Regions from separate parts of the Sus scrofa genome. Here regions 2 and 3 are each linked to region 1. The links are chromatin contacts, called in public Hi-C and HiChIP or PLAC-seq maps. All regions are on one chromosome and are shown on one strand. Each heading gives the region's core, a stretch centred on a gene start, on an enhancer-like site or on the middle of the called end of the contact. The rest is flanking DNA. Distances are from core to core; before and after follow the strand shown.

Evidence for each region. Hi-C and Micro-C count contacts between places; a contact is called where the count stands out from the background. HiChIP or PLAC-seq counts read pairs in DNA pulled down with a chosen protein or histone mark.
Region 2: an H3K27ac HiChIP or PLAC-seq map of alveolar macrophages shows a contact between it and region 1. The contact joins the promoter of CYFIP2 here to the promoter of THG1L in region 1. A contact is called at or near these places in 2 of 5 promoter capture datasets (fetal liver and liver), 1 of 47 Hi-C or Micro-C datasets (embryonic fibroblasts) and 1 of 2 datasets of contacts at active chromatin or transcription factors (alveolar macrophages).
Region 3: a contact with region 1 is called in a Hi-C map of omental adipose tissue, with 2.1 times the contacts expected there. The contact joins the enhancer-like site here to the promoter of THG1L in region 1. A contact is called at or near these places in 1 of 5 promoter capture datasets (liver), 20 of 47 Hi-C or Micro-C datasets (alveolar macrophages, embryonic fibroblasts, epiblast stem cells and 10 more) and 2 of 2 datasets of contacts at active chromatin or transcription factors (alveolar macrophages and skeletal muscle).

The regions. Positions count from the first base shown.
Region 1 is chr16:65,608,935-65,612,954 of Sscrofa11.1, reverse strand. It overlaps THG1L (probable tRNA(His) guanylyltransferase), which reads left to right and starts at 2,336. Exons shown (of 6, transcript XM_003134104.4): 1 at 2,336-2,569; 2 at 3,367-3,543. The coding sequence starts at 2,379.
Region 2 is chr16:65,999,621-66,003,640 of Sscrofa11.1, reverse strand. It overlaps CYFIP2 (cytoplasmic FMR1-interacting protein 2), which reads left to right and starts at 2,069. Exons shown (of 31, transcript XM_021076694.1): 1 at 2,069-2,203.
Region 3 is chr16:65,957,897-65,961,916 of Sscrofa11.1, reverse strand. CYFIP2 (cytoplasmic FMR1-interacting protein 2) reads left to right here. Exons shown (of 31, transcript XM_021076694.1): 9 at 1,228-1,332; 10 at 3,499-3,590. Among named protein-coding and RNA genes, the nearest start is that of CYFIP2, 42 kb to the left of the region's middle. Within about 2 kb of position 1,681, at least 3 of the 83 cell types and tissues checked have an H3K27ac peak or open chromatin away from gene starts, as enhancers often do. A contact at or near this core is called in omental adipose tissue, where this site is marked.

The DNA.
Region 1 (4,020 bases), core at 1,087-3,586:
CCCCTTCCCCCACTGTCTCCAGCTCTTGCCAACCACCACTCTACTTTCTGTCTTCATGAATTTGACTTCTCTAAGGATCTCACTGAGGTTCCAGAATCACACTGTATTTGCCTTTTTGTGAAAGTGTCCCTCCCCCGAAGCCCCAGTGCGTGCCAGGCCTCTTACTTGAACGGGACGCCCAGGGTTTGCTCTTTCACTCTGCTCCCACTCCAGCAACCTGAAATGGAAGTAGGAGGCACAGTCTGGTTCTGAGATGCTCCGCGTCACTCTACCCTTCAAAGCTTCATTTCCATTGAGGCCTGGGCTGGGGTGTAGGCATGTCAAGGGCCTTCTGTGTAATTGGCCTGGTGATGGGAAGTCCTCTCTTCCTGGGTTGGCATGGTGCCTGGGGGCATTTTTAGCACCAGCCTGATCCTCTAAGGACCCCTTGAAGAGGAGAATAGGGCTCCCTTTGGCCCTTCTAGCTCTGTCTCCAGATCCTCTCTAGGAGGGGTGACTTTATTTTCCCAATGACCTCAGAGGCATCTCCCAACTCTACACCCCCTCTCCCCCGCAACCTCTGAGATCCTTCTTATGGGATTGATAACGATGGTGACCTTTTCCAGGCCCCAACGGCTGAGGAGGATCGCAGTGAGTTACCTCACCTTTTCCTCAGGTACACCACATCACTGCTCCTTCTCATCTACTGGCCTAGGCTCCTCCAGAAACCTCAAAGTGGTTTGCTATGATTTCAAATCCACTTGTTTGTGACTTAAGTGAAGTTGTTTTAATCTACTTCTTTAGGGCAAAGACCAAAAAAAGAAGTTTTTAAGTAAAGTTGTTTTGCTATAAGAATGAAGGAAGTTGTGTCAGGATGTCGTCATCTCATCTATAGTCATTGATAAGCACTCAGTAGCTCAGGTGCTGAGGGGCCCCACTGGGAGCTTATCAAAAAAACCTAAGAAGCAGCTATGGTGAGGAGACTTAGACTGTAAGTACCCAGAGTTTTTGAGGACTATAGGACGGTTTTGGTCTGGGCAAGTTGTCTCTTTGTTGACCTAAACAGCTCTCTGAAGACCCTTGGGGCATTAGCTCCTGCTTGGATAAAGGTGATCCTTTTATAGGCAGTGGCATAAGCTGTGCAGGGATACTGCAAAGATCATCTTGCCCCTCAATTCTGGGCCTCATTCCCTAGTAACATGCTCCAGTAAGAGGGGACTTGTCACTTTCATTTAGCTGGGAGCCACACATGAGCCCATGGTTGGCTAGGTCTACTCTCCTGAGAAAGAATTTCATAGGAAAGATATATTTCAACTGAATTTGGACTTTATTTCTCTTATCTCCCCTTGCCTGGAACAGTGGTGTAATCAATCTATAATTTGGAGTATGTTATTTCTTTGTAGGTTATTAAGAGGCATGTCCTGTTTGCTATTGGCTTGTAGAAATATAATTCCCACAGTAAACTTGTAGTAAATAAAATACTGGCAAAGACAGTCTCAGTCTCTAAGCATAATTTGCCCTGAAACAAAATACATCTCTATCTCTATATTTCTTTCTGGATGAATGTATAAGATGAGAAACTAGTGACAGTAATTGCTTAATTAGGAGTCAGTGAGAGATTTACTTTTCAACATATATCCTTTTACATTATTTGAATGATATTTTCCTGAGGCAAAAAAAAAAAAAAAAATGTAAGTAGGTAATGTTTTCAAAAAGTACAAATGTTAAAGTCTTATTGTCACTAGTATTTACCAGCAACAAGAAATCAAACATCGGGTCTTTGTGAAAAAGTTGAATGAGTTAATTTGGGACTACCTATGTCGGAATTGAGACGTTTTGTTTTGGTTTTTTTTTTTTTTTTTTTTTTTTTAAGCCATACTTTGGAATATTTAATGACGTTGGAAAATGCTCAAGGTGAATAGAATAAATATAAAAATTGTGTAGGCTTCTGATTCCAATTTTGTATGTTCCCTGTGTGAAAACACATATACAAAAAAAGGACTGGAAGGACCCATCCACAATGCTTTAACAGGGAGAGGGGACACATGGTGTTGATTTTCGTAACTGTGTTTTTTGATATATTCCACATTTTCTACAACAAATTAATAAATGACATTTAGAAAGAAAAAAATCACAACTAAACCTTCAGACTTGGCTAGAAATGAATTTTTTAACACTTTATGAGAATGATTTGTTGCAGGACCGGGAAGAGATAGGTGAGCAACCACGCGCGTAGTACTAAAGGGAAGAAAAGAATCCTCCTTCCCAGCCAGGAAATCGGTTAAGAACTACAAGGAGAGGCGAGAGGAGGGCTGGCCTCCACTGTAGCTAGAGCGGCCACGAAAAGTCACAGGAACTTCCGGGGCGGGGCTCTCGGATCCTTTCCCTTCCGTGGGGAAATGTGGGCAGCTAGCAACGTTAAGGTTGGCGATTGCTTGGCTGCCGCTTCCGTCACTCTGAGACGGTACTTGAAATTGGGGGCGATCATGGCAAAGAGCAAGTTCGAGTATGTGCGAGATTTCGAGGCTGACGACACATGCCTGGCCCACTGCTGGGTGGTGGTGCGGCTGGACGGCAGGAATTTCCATCGGTAAGCGAGTTCGGCTCGGAGCTGCATGGTTCGCCAGCGCTTCCGGGGAGTCCAACACCTCTGTCTCAGCCCCAGCTCATGGTTACCAGAGTAACGCAGCAGCCAATGAGCGCATGGCATTGAGCATCAACCTACGTGCCTGTTGCAATTTGCTTGAACGTGAGGGGATCGTTGTAGTTAAATGAGACAGGGTACTCCACTTGTGAGGAGCTGGGCTGGCGTAACCGTTAGCACGGCCCTAGTGGGAAGAGGCACCCTCGGGTGCATTATTTCAGCTCTTCAGCCTTTGCCGAGCTATCTTGTTGGCTAGGTATCTGCGGCCTGACTCTTCAGCGGCCTGTTGAGGCTTTGCTGTGGGCAACACTGTATGTTCTTATTTCATTAAAAGTCATGGACTGGCCTCAAAATGGAACTTTCTCAGGAAAAAAGAAGTGTAACAGGTGGGAATGTAAGTCTTAAGAAGTGCTCCTTTAAGATTTATTGAGTACTTCCAAGGACCCAGGCATAGTTATATTAATCTCCGTCTAATCTTAAGGACAAGTCTATGAAGTAACTTTATCCCCATTTCACAGAAAAGGAAAGAGAGGCTTAGTATTTATATCCTTTTTTCTCAGTTGGTCAGAGTAAGAAAAAACTAGAGTTCTTAACGAAATGGATCAGTGTGTGGCTAGTGAAATGTTTGGTTTTACCGCACTAGTACAGTATCTTCCTCTTTGAACGGCCTTTTTGATACGTGGTGTTAATGACAAGCTCTCTTCGACCCATACCCTTTTCCCTGTTCTCTCTACCCTATGAAGGTTTGCAGAGAAGCACCACTTTGCAAAACCTAACGACAGCCGTGCTCTCCACTTAATGACCAAATGTGCCCAGACAGTAATGGAAGAACTAGAGGATATTGTGATTGCATATGGACAGAGTGATGAGTACAGCTTTGTGTTCAAGCGGAAGAGCAATTGGTTTAAAAGAAGAGCCAGGTAATTCTGTGGCCTAGCTCCTTCAGAATATTTCCTCCCAGCACTGGTTTCTGTTTATTATAATCACAGACTTAGAGATGGCAGCTTAGACTGTTGTACTTCACCTATAGCTGGACATCTGTATACCTCTGTATCTGATTCTTTTCTCTCCGTTCCCCATCACCTTAGCTTCTAGACTGATCTGGCATTGAACATTAAGACCAGAAACAGACTAAACTTTTAATTATGGAGTAGAAAACAGACAAGTCTGATATTTGATTTGGCAGTATGTTGAAACTCTCACAGGAAATAGATCATATAATGAATTGGTAGGTTTTTAAAACAATGATCCCCTTCCTTCTAAGACTTAAAAAAATCCTCTTGAACCATAAATTAACATTATTGCCTATGGAGAAAAATTTGGTATTAGTAAGTTACTTATAGGACTAGAAGGAGAGGCAGGCTGCATTTTTTTAAATCATTCTCTCTTTTTAAATT
Region 2 (4,020 bases), core at 820-3,319, 390 kb before region 1:
TTGTTGTTTGTCTTTTTGCCTTTTCTAGGGCCGATCCTGCGGCATATGGAGGTTTCCAGGCTAGGGGTCTAATTGGAGCTGAAGCTGCCAGCCTATGCCACAGGCACAGCAACGCAGGATCTGAGCCGCATCTGCGACCTACACCACAGCTTATGGAAAAACCGGATCCTTAACCCGCTGAGCGAGGCCGGGGATCAAACCCGCAACCTCATGGTTCCTAGTCCGATTTGTTAACCATTGAGCCACAACAGGAACTCCCTGTTGTTGTTCTTTTTAAGCAACACATTCCTGCAAAGTGAAAAGACAAGGAAGGAGCCACAGGGAGAAATACATCTTCCATAAATCTACAACATCTGAAATAATATGCCATTTAGAATGAAAATCCAATCTCTCATTGTTAAATACTTGTAATCACTGACACCCCAAATCCCAAGGATCACAGTTGAAAAATTAAAAAAAAAAAAAAGGGGGGGGGAGGATCTTGCTGCGGTTCAGCAGTAACAAACCCAACTAGTATCCATGAGCATGTGGGTTTGATCCCTGGCCTTACTCAGTGTGTTAAGGATCCAGCATTGCCATGAGCTGTGGTGTAGGTTGCAGATGCAGCTTGGATATGGAGTTGCTGTGGCTGTAGCATAGACCTGCAGCTACATCTCTGATTTGACCCCTAGCTTGGGAACTTTCACATGTCATGGGTGGGGCCCTAAAAAGACACACACAAAAAAGGAAACCTCAGTTCTCTTTTTAAAGCCATCCTCCACAAACACCCCCACAGCTTTCTCACATGGCATCAGGGACAGAAATGTATATGTATACATAAGTCATCCTTTCTGAAATAGAGATTTAAATTAGAATGAGTGATGTAACATCAAACCACAAAGGATCATGAATCCTGAGCACTCGGGAAAGGATGTGAGATCAGCGAGGACAAAGACTTATACAAGTCCTTTGCTGAGTGTTGAGTAATGTGGCTCCTCTATAAATAACCCTTGATAGGAAGAGCTGAGTGATGAACTTTACATTTGCAAGCCCCTCAGATATATTTCAGGAAAGTTCCCTTGTAGCAAGACTTTACCCCCTAACTTTAAAACATCTCAAATGATTTCAAATCATTTACCTTGTGAAGTAGGAAAGGCAACGATTATTCCCCACATTTTAGATGTGGTGGCATCTCAGGAACAGAGTGGTGAAGTGACTTGCTCAGGGGTCCCAAGGTTGGAATTAGGTGTTGTCTGACTTCCACCTGGTTTGAGGCCCCGCCAGGATGCATTTCAATGTGAACCATTTCTTTGGAGGGCCCTAAATGGCAAATAAGTCTTGAAGAGAAAAGTGCCTGTCCTCTCAATTCCTTCTCTAATTTCCGTCATCATGGATTTGCCTTTTTGTCCATTAGGCAATTAATTCTTCCTGAATGAAGTTGAGGCAGGCCTCTGCTTAAGAGATGGCAGCTTCAGGGATTCCACACCAAGGAAGTGAAAGAGAGAACCAGTAGGTATTCTTGAACAGAGGAGCAGCATTTGGGATCAGACTCCATTGGCAGAAGCCCTCTCCCCAACTCTCAGGTTTATTTTCTACCATTTCACCCTGTTTCTTTTTTTCTTTTTTTTTTTTTTTCCACAAAACGGTCTTTTAGCTGAAACTGGACATTTGCCAAGTTAATTTATGCCATGTATCTCCTGATAGATGATAAGCTCCAGAAGGGCAGAGACTCTGTCTTTTGCATACCCCAGTGCATACTCAGCTCCTGGCACGGTGCTTGGAACGAAAGAAGTGCTCGAAAAATATGCATTTGGAAATCATGTGAGATCAATGAGATCCTAATGGAGCCCAAAGGATCAGTCCTCCCACAAGCTGCAGGTGTGGTTCCTGGGTCTGAGGGGCCCGGGAAAATCCTCCCTAAGCGATGTAGCTGGCTCTCCTGGGGCGAGAGGTCCGGGTGCAGGTCTGGGATGCGCCAGCCGCGCTGAGGGACGCACCCAGAGCCCCTGGCCGCAGCCATTTCCTGCTCTTTGTGTGACAGGCGCGGCGGCGAAGGGGCGGGGTGCGGGGAACGGAGGAGGAGCCGCAGCGGATGGAGGGGCGGGGCCGAGGGCGGGCCCAAGCGCGGCGGCCGCCGAGCCGGGCCAGGCAGAGCATCCTGCGCCCCGGCGCGGGGCCCCCGCCGTATCCTCGGGCAGCTCCCCTAGACCTGCTGCAGACCCAGGTAAGCGGCGCTCGCAGGCCTCGGGGCCGGCGTGGAGACCGGGATGCTGCTGGGGATGTCGACGCAGCCGTAGAGATGCGCGAGGGGCTCGCACCCCTTCTCCCAGCGCCGTGGGGGTGCTCGGCGCGGCGGCCGGGCTAGCCCGGCCTGGGGGCCCCAAGAAGCTCCCAGAGGCCGGGCCTCGGGCCCAGCACAGCCCGCTGCCCCCTTTGGCCCACCCTAGTGCCTGAGGCGCGGACCGCCTTCGGGGAGGCACCGACGCATGGAGAAGCTGAGGCGCGGTGGCGGTGGCAGCAGCAGCAGGTGCGCGGCCTGGGCCGAAGCCACCCGCCTGGGAGGAAGCGGCGCTCCTGTCGAGCATCTGAAGCACCTGCAGCGGCCGCGAGGCCGGCGGTGGCGACCTCCCGGCGCCCAGGTACCGCAGAGCGCCGGCCACCGCCTCTGCTGCCGCCTCTGCCGCTGTAGCTACCATCACCTCCCCCAGGGCCAGCTAGAGCCGCCTGGGCCCGCCTGGCAGCCGCCTTGGACGCAGCGCGCCCTGTAGTGAACGTGAGATGGGTGGAGCAGGGGTCTCCGCAGCGTTGTTTCGGGGTGGGGGGCTTTAATGAGCGAGGAGGCAGGCCTGACCCGCTTTGAAGCCTTCTGGCCTAGCATCCTCTCCCTCTGGCTGGCTGGGGGCGGGGAGGAGGTGGGGGGAAGGGAAAGAGTGGTCTGATTCCTGGGGGAAAGGTTGGGTTTTATTTAGCTCTGTAGTGGCTTCTGCGTTGCAGGACAGCCGCCTCCCTCCAGGGGTATGCATCATCTGAAAAGGTATACAAGGGCAGTTCTCCGTGTGGCAGTGGGGGTGGGGGCGGGAAGCATGGTCTGGAGTAGGTTCTGTCTGGAAAACCTGACAGAGAAGGACACCGAGACTGCCCAGGTACCCTGCTCAGCCCAGGGAATCTGACTTTGACCTCTGCCTGTCTAGTTTCCCCACCATAGCAGTGCGACTCACCAAGGACTGATGGATGGGCCTTCAGCTCCCCTTACAGCGGGGCCCAGAAAGGGACAAGGTTATTTTCCTGTGGGCTTCTGGGCACTTGTGCCTTCGAGGCATGGTCAGAAAGGCTGGGGTAGCCCTGCAGGCATGAGGGGCAATCAGGAGAGTGCTGGTTCCCACCTCTCCCTTCCCACCTCCTGACTCTGTCACTTTTGCGCACGGGGGTGGGTAGGGGGGAAAAGGAGGGGTGTGGGGAGGCCGTCGATCTTACCTTACTCTTGGGCACAGGCGCTGTTGCAAGCCATGCTGGCAGCTGTGAAGATTATAGCTGCTGGAGGGCAAAAATCTAGGTCCATATCCCTGGACAGGGTGGTGAAGGCCTTGAAAGTTGTTTTCTCCATCAGAGCTTCTCTGCGATCCCTCCTGAGACCGCTCACCTCTGCTTCCACACAGTGCCCTGTGCTCCACCCCCACCCCCACCCCCACCCTATTCTCCTGTGCCAGAAATTGTTTTCAAGAAAGGAGCCAGTGAAGGCATTTATCCTCAAAGAGCCAAATACAAACAAATTTCCCATTAGACGCAGAGCAGGTGCTTTAGAAGTCATTTGACCAGAAAGGAAACAGAGGCTTAGAGGCATTTTAATGGGAAACAAAGCTTTTAGTAAATAATATTTCATATCTCTAACGGTGGAATTTCAGGCAGTGGGCTGGAAGTGGGAGTGGGGAACTGGGTCGCAATTTTGGGGAACAGCTCACTGAAATGACAGCTTTTAGCAGCTGTCAGTGCTGTTTGCTTGCTGCAAGGGCAGCTTTGGCCTTAAGGGCAGAAATACCATAG
Region 3 (4,020 bases), core at 432-2,931, 350 kb before region 1:
AGGGGCCTCTGTCACCTCTGGTGCTTTGCTTGGGCAATTACCATAACTCTGCCTAGAATTGCTGCTTCCACAAACTAGCTTGCTGCATGCCAGCCCACCAAGCATTCTTAGATGCTGCCATAAAACTCTAACGCCCTTCTTTTCTCCTGCATGCTTTTAATCCTCCCATGTCTTTGCTTCCCAACCTTCTTCCCTCTCAATGCTCTGCCTCCTCAACCTGGTCTCCTGCACCATTTTGCGGTTGCAGTCTCTAGGCAGTGAACTCAGCGGCCACCAGGGGGCGCCCTTCACCTTAAATGGAAAAGTCTGGGGCACACCCTGCACAGCCATGCAATGCAAGTACCTATGGTCCACTCTCTTAGGTGCCAGACATGCCTTATCCCTGGTCACATAGCAACTGGGAGCGGAGGGAAGCTGCTTTCATCCTGTCTGTTCAGACCCCCTCGGGCATGCTGTACATTTGACAAAAGGAGCAAAATAAGCCAGCTTTCAGGAAGCTATTATATAGGCTAGACTATTAAGAATCAGCCTATTTATAGGGCATTGTTGGATGAAATGTGTTCCTTTTGTTAATGAAGTCACCAGCGAGACGCCTTAGGAATCTTTGTTGTAGTTTCTCTGGGGGAAAGGATGAGTAGTTTCATGCTCATTTACCACCTAGTGAGTATTCTTCAGGGCCTGTGATGGGTGAGGGCCCAGGAAAGCAACACCAGCACCACTCAGTCCTTCCTCTCCAGAAGGATCTAAGTGCATAAATATTGTCATCACGTCCCTGTTCAGATCCTATCTCTGCAGCTTGCTGTGTGACCTTGGCAATTTGGCTAACCTCTCTGGGTCTCCAGTCCCTCATCTGTAGAATAAGGTTATTGTGTACAATTGACTCATGAGATTGTTGTGAGAAATAAGAATTAGGCCTGTTCAATCCCTAAGCACAGACCCTAGGCCACGGGAAGGACTCAAAAAGTGCCTGCCATAATAATATATTAAAGAGTCCTCAGCATTTCTTCACAGAAATCAAGTTTCTGGTTTAAATTAGACCTAAGTATCCTTTTTTTTTTTTGAAGACACTTGGGTTTGCATAATAGAATGTCAACCATGGAGGCGGGGGGTGGGGGGGTGGAGACAGGTGTGTGTGTGTGTACACATGCCTAGATCTGCTTTTTTTGGCTTTTTGAAACATTTCCAATGGCTATGACTGGCTTCTGGTCCTGCCTCTTCTCACTCTAGGTAATGGGTTTTGGCCTCTACCTGATGGATGGAAATGTCAGTAACATTTACAAACTGGATGCCAAGAAGAGAATCAACCTCAGCAAAATTGATAAGTTCTTTAAGGTCAGCGCTGGGGCTGGAGCAGGGGCTGGGCAGGGGGCTGGGTAGGGGGCCAAGGGGTGGTCTCTTGGGGAAAGGAATGAAATTAACTGGCAAGCAGTGGGGCCTGATGAGTGAACTGTAGCTGGGAAGACCCCAGGAGGAGAAGAAGAGAATGACAGGACCTCAGCTGCCCTGAGTAGAGGAATCCACATTGTCTAAAGCCCCTGAGAGGCAGGCATACGCCTGTCTCAGATTCAGCTGGGATTCGGCTGGGAGGCCTTACAATTCTTTCCACATTCTGCTTTTTCCCTTTCCTGATATCCCTCGCCATCTCAAGAAAGAGGTGCCGCCCAGAAGGCCCTGCCTGCTTTCATTTTCAGTACAAATCAGAGCTCACAGAAGCAGCAGGACTGATGACTGGATTTTAAATTGCCTCACGTTTGCAAGCTCACAGCCTCTCCTGGCCCACTAAGAGGCCACCTCACTGGCTCCTGCCTCTGGGCAGAATGCCTCAGCGGCATCCCGCCTGCACTCAGACCATTCCTGTGCCTCAGAGATTTGATCTTCTGGCCCCAAATCTTTGACCATGAGACCTCGCGGTTTGCCTTTGAGGTTTTCACAAAGGGATTTCCTCCCCTGGAATTGAATGCCGTGCTGTCAGTTTATTCTAGCATCAGGCACTTCAGGCCTGGATTGGAACCTCTGAGGTCAGGACACGGGAAAACCAGGCTTACGTTAGAAGTGGAACCTGTTGAAGGTGTGGCCGGGCCTGGGTCCCACCAACTATGGGAGGTTAAGGGGGAAATTAGTCACCAGAAGGCGTCCTGTGGCTTCGCTTGGCATCTTTTCAGGGCTGGAACGTTCCCTTTTCTCTGGAGCTACCTGAAAGGAGAGAAAGGCTTATCTCGGGAGAATCGGCAGAATCTGCCTTAAGTCCGCACGAATGAGATGGGGGTGGAGTGGACGACCACAGCCTCACCTCATGAAGGCCTGGGTTTTAGTCTCGCTCTGCCGCTTCATAGCTGGATGACTTTCCGAAGGTCACAGAACTTCTCTGAAACTGAGTTCCCCAGCCCCCAGAAATAGAAATGCTAAGAGTATCTACTTTGTGGGGTTCCCTTGAGAATTCATGAGATGACATAGGTGAGTCAAAGCCCTGGGTTATAATCCTGGCTCCTTAGCATCTAGCTGATCTGACTTGGTGAAGGAAAAAAAAAAAATCACTTCAGCGTCAAAGCTTCAGTTTCTCCATCTGTGAAATGGGAATGATAGCAGTACTGACCTCAGCCAGGTTTTATATGGCTTGAGATACTGGTTCTGCTTTGTTTAATGGAGTATTTTTAGAGCCACTTTAGGTTCACAGCAAAATTGAGCAGAATGAACAGCGAATTCCCATGTGCCCCCCATTCCCAGTCATACACCACCTCCCCCATGATCAGAACTCCCCGACAGAGGGACGTGTTTGTTATCATCATGAGCCTGCGTTGGCACATCGTTACCACCTGAAGTCCATAGTTTGCAGTAGGGATAACGCTTGGCACTGTGTGTGCCGTGGTTTTTGACAAACGTGTAATGGCACATGTCCACCATGATGGTATCATGCAGAATAGTTACCTGGCCCTAAAACTCCTCTGGTTTTGAGGGGCTTGGCACAGTGCCTAGTATGTCTGGACCAGACAGTGACCCCCAGCCTCCCCTCCATTAGTCCCGGTGTTAGGATGGGCATCCTCTGCCCCCTGGTGTTAGGTGTTAAAGGTTTTGGGTACTTCACACTGTGGTTTCACAGAAAGGCCACACCTGGCCTGTGGCATCCAGGCACTCCTTTCGAGTCCAGAGTTCGAAGCAGCAAGGATCCTCTAATCTGAGGAAAAACAGAGCAGAAAAGCACTGTGCCTTGGGAGGCAGGCCATCTGGTCCTCATCCTTCGTCTTTTCTGCTGCTGCTCGACCTTGGACAAGTCACTTTGCCTCTCTGGGCTCAGTTGCTGGAACACTGGGACAGTTGGAGGCAGGAGAGGACCAGTGTGCTGGCTGGAGCCCTTTGTGGTTCCAGGGTCACAGGGTGGCATCCTTAGAAGCCGAAACTGGGGGTCGGCCTAGAGGCCCACATGGAGGCCTGTCTCCCTCGGTGGAAGGCAGCTGCCCGGCCCCTCCGGTGTCTTATGCACTGTGTCTGCTTCCTTTGCAGCAGCTGCAAGTGGTGCCCCTTTTCGGCGACATGCAGATAGAGCTGGCCAGATACATTAAGACCAGTGCTCACTATGAAGAGAACAAGTCCAAGTGAGTGCCTGCCGTAATGTCTCTCGGCTCCCGCGAGGACGCCCAGCCCGGGCAGGGGGCCGAGGGGCCACTTCAGCCCCTCCCCCCTCCCCAGAGCCCTGGGCAGGTGGATTCCAATCATCCGATCACTGGTGCCTGCAGAGGGGAGCAGCAGACAGTGCTCTGAGCCTTTTGGCACCCACCCTTTGCTGCCAGGGTTCGAAAGGGCTCAAAGCACAGCCACGCCCCTTCTCTGTCCCTGTCTTGGTGGCGCAGTGGGACAGCAGGAGTCCTCCTTCCCCTGAGAGGGGAGAGGAATGGCCAGCCCTCAGTGGTCCAGCGGAGTGAGATGGCCTTGACCTTCATCACCCTGGTTCTCTCCTCAGGTTTTGTGTCCATGCAGTAAGTATGCCCTGGAGGGTATGGTTCTGACGGTTTCAGCTGTGAAGGG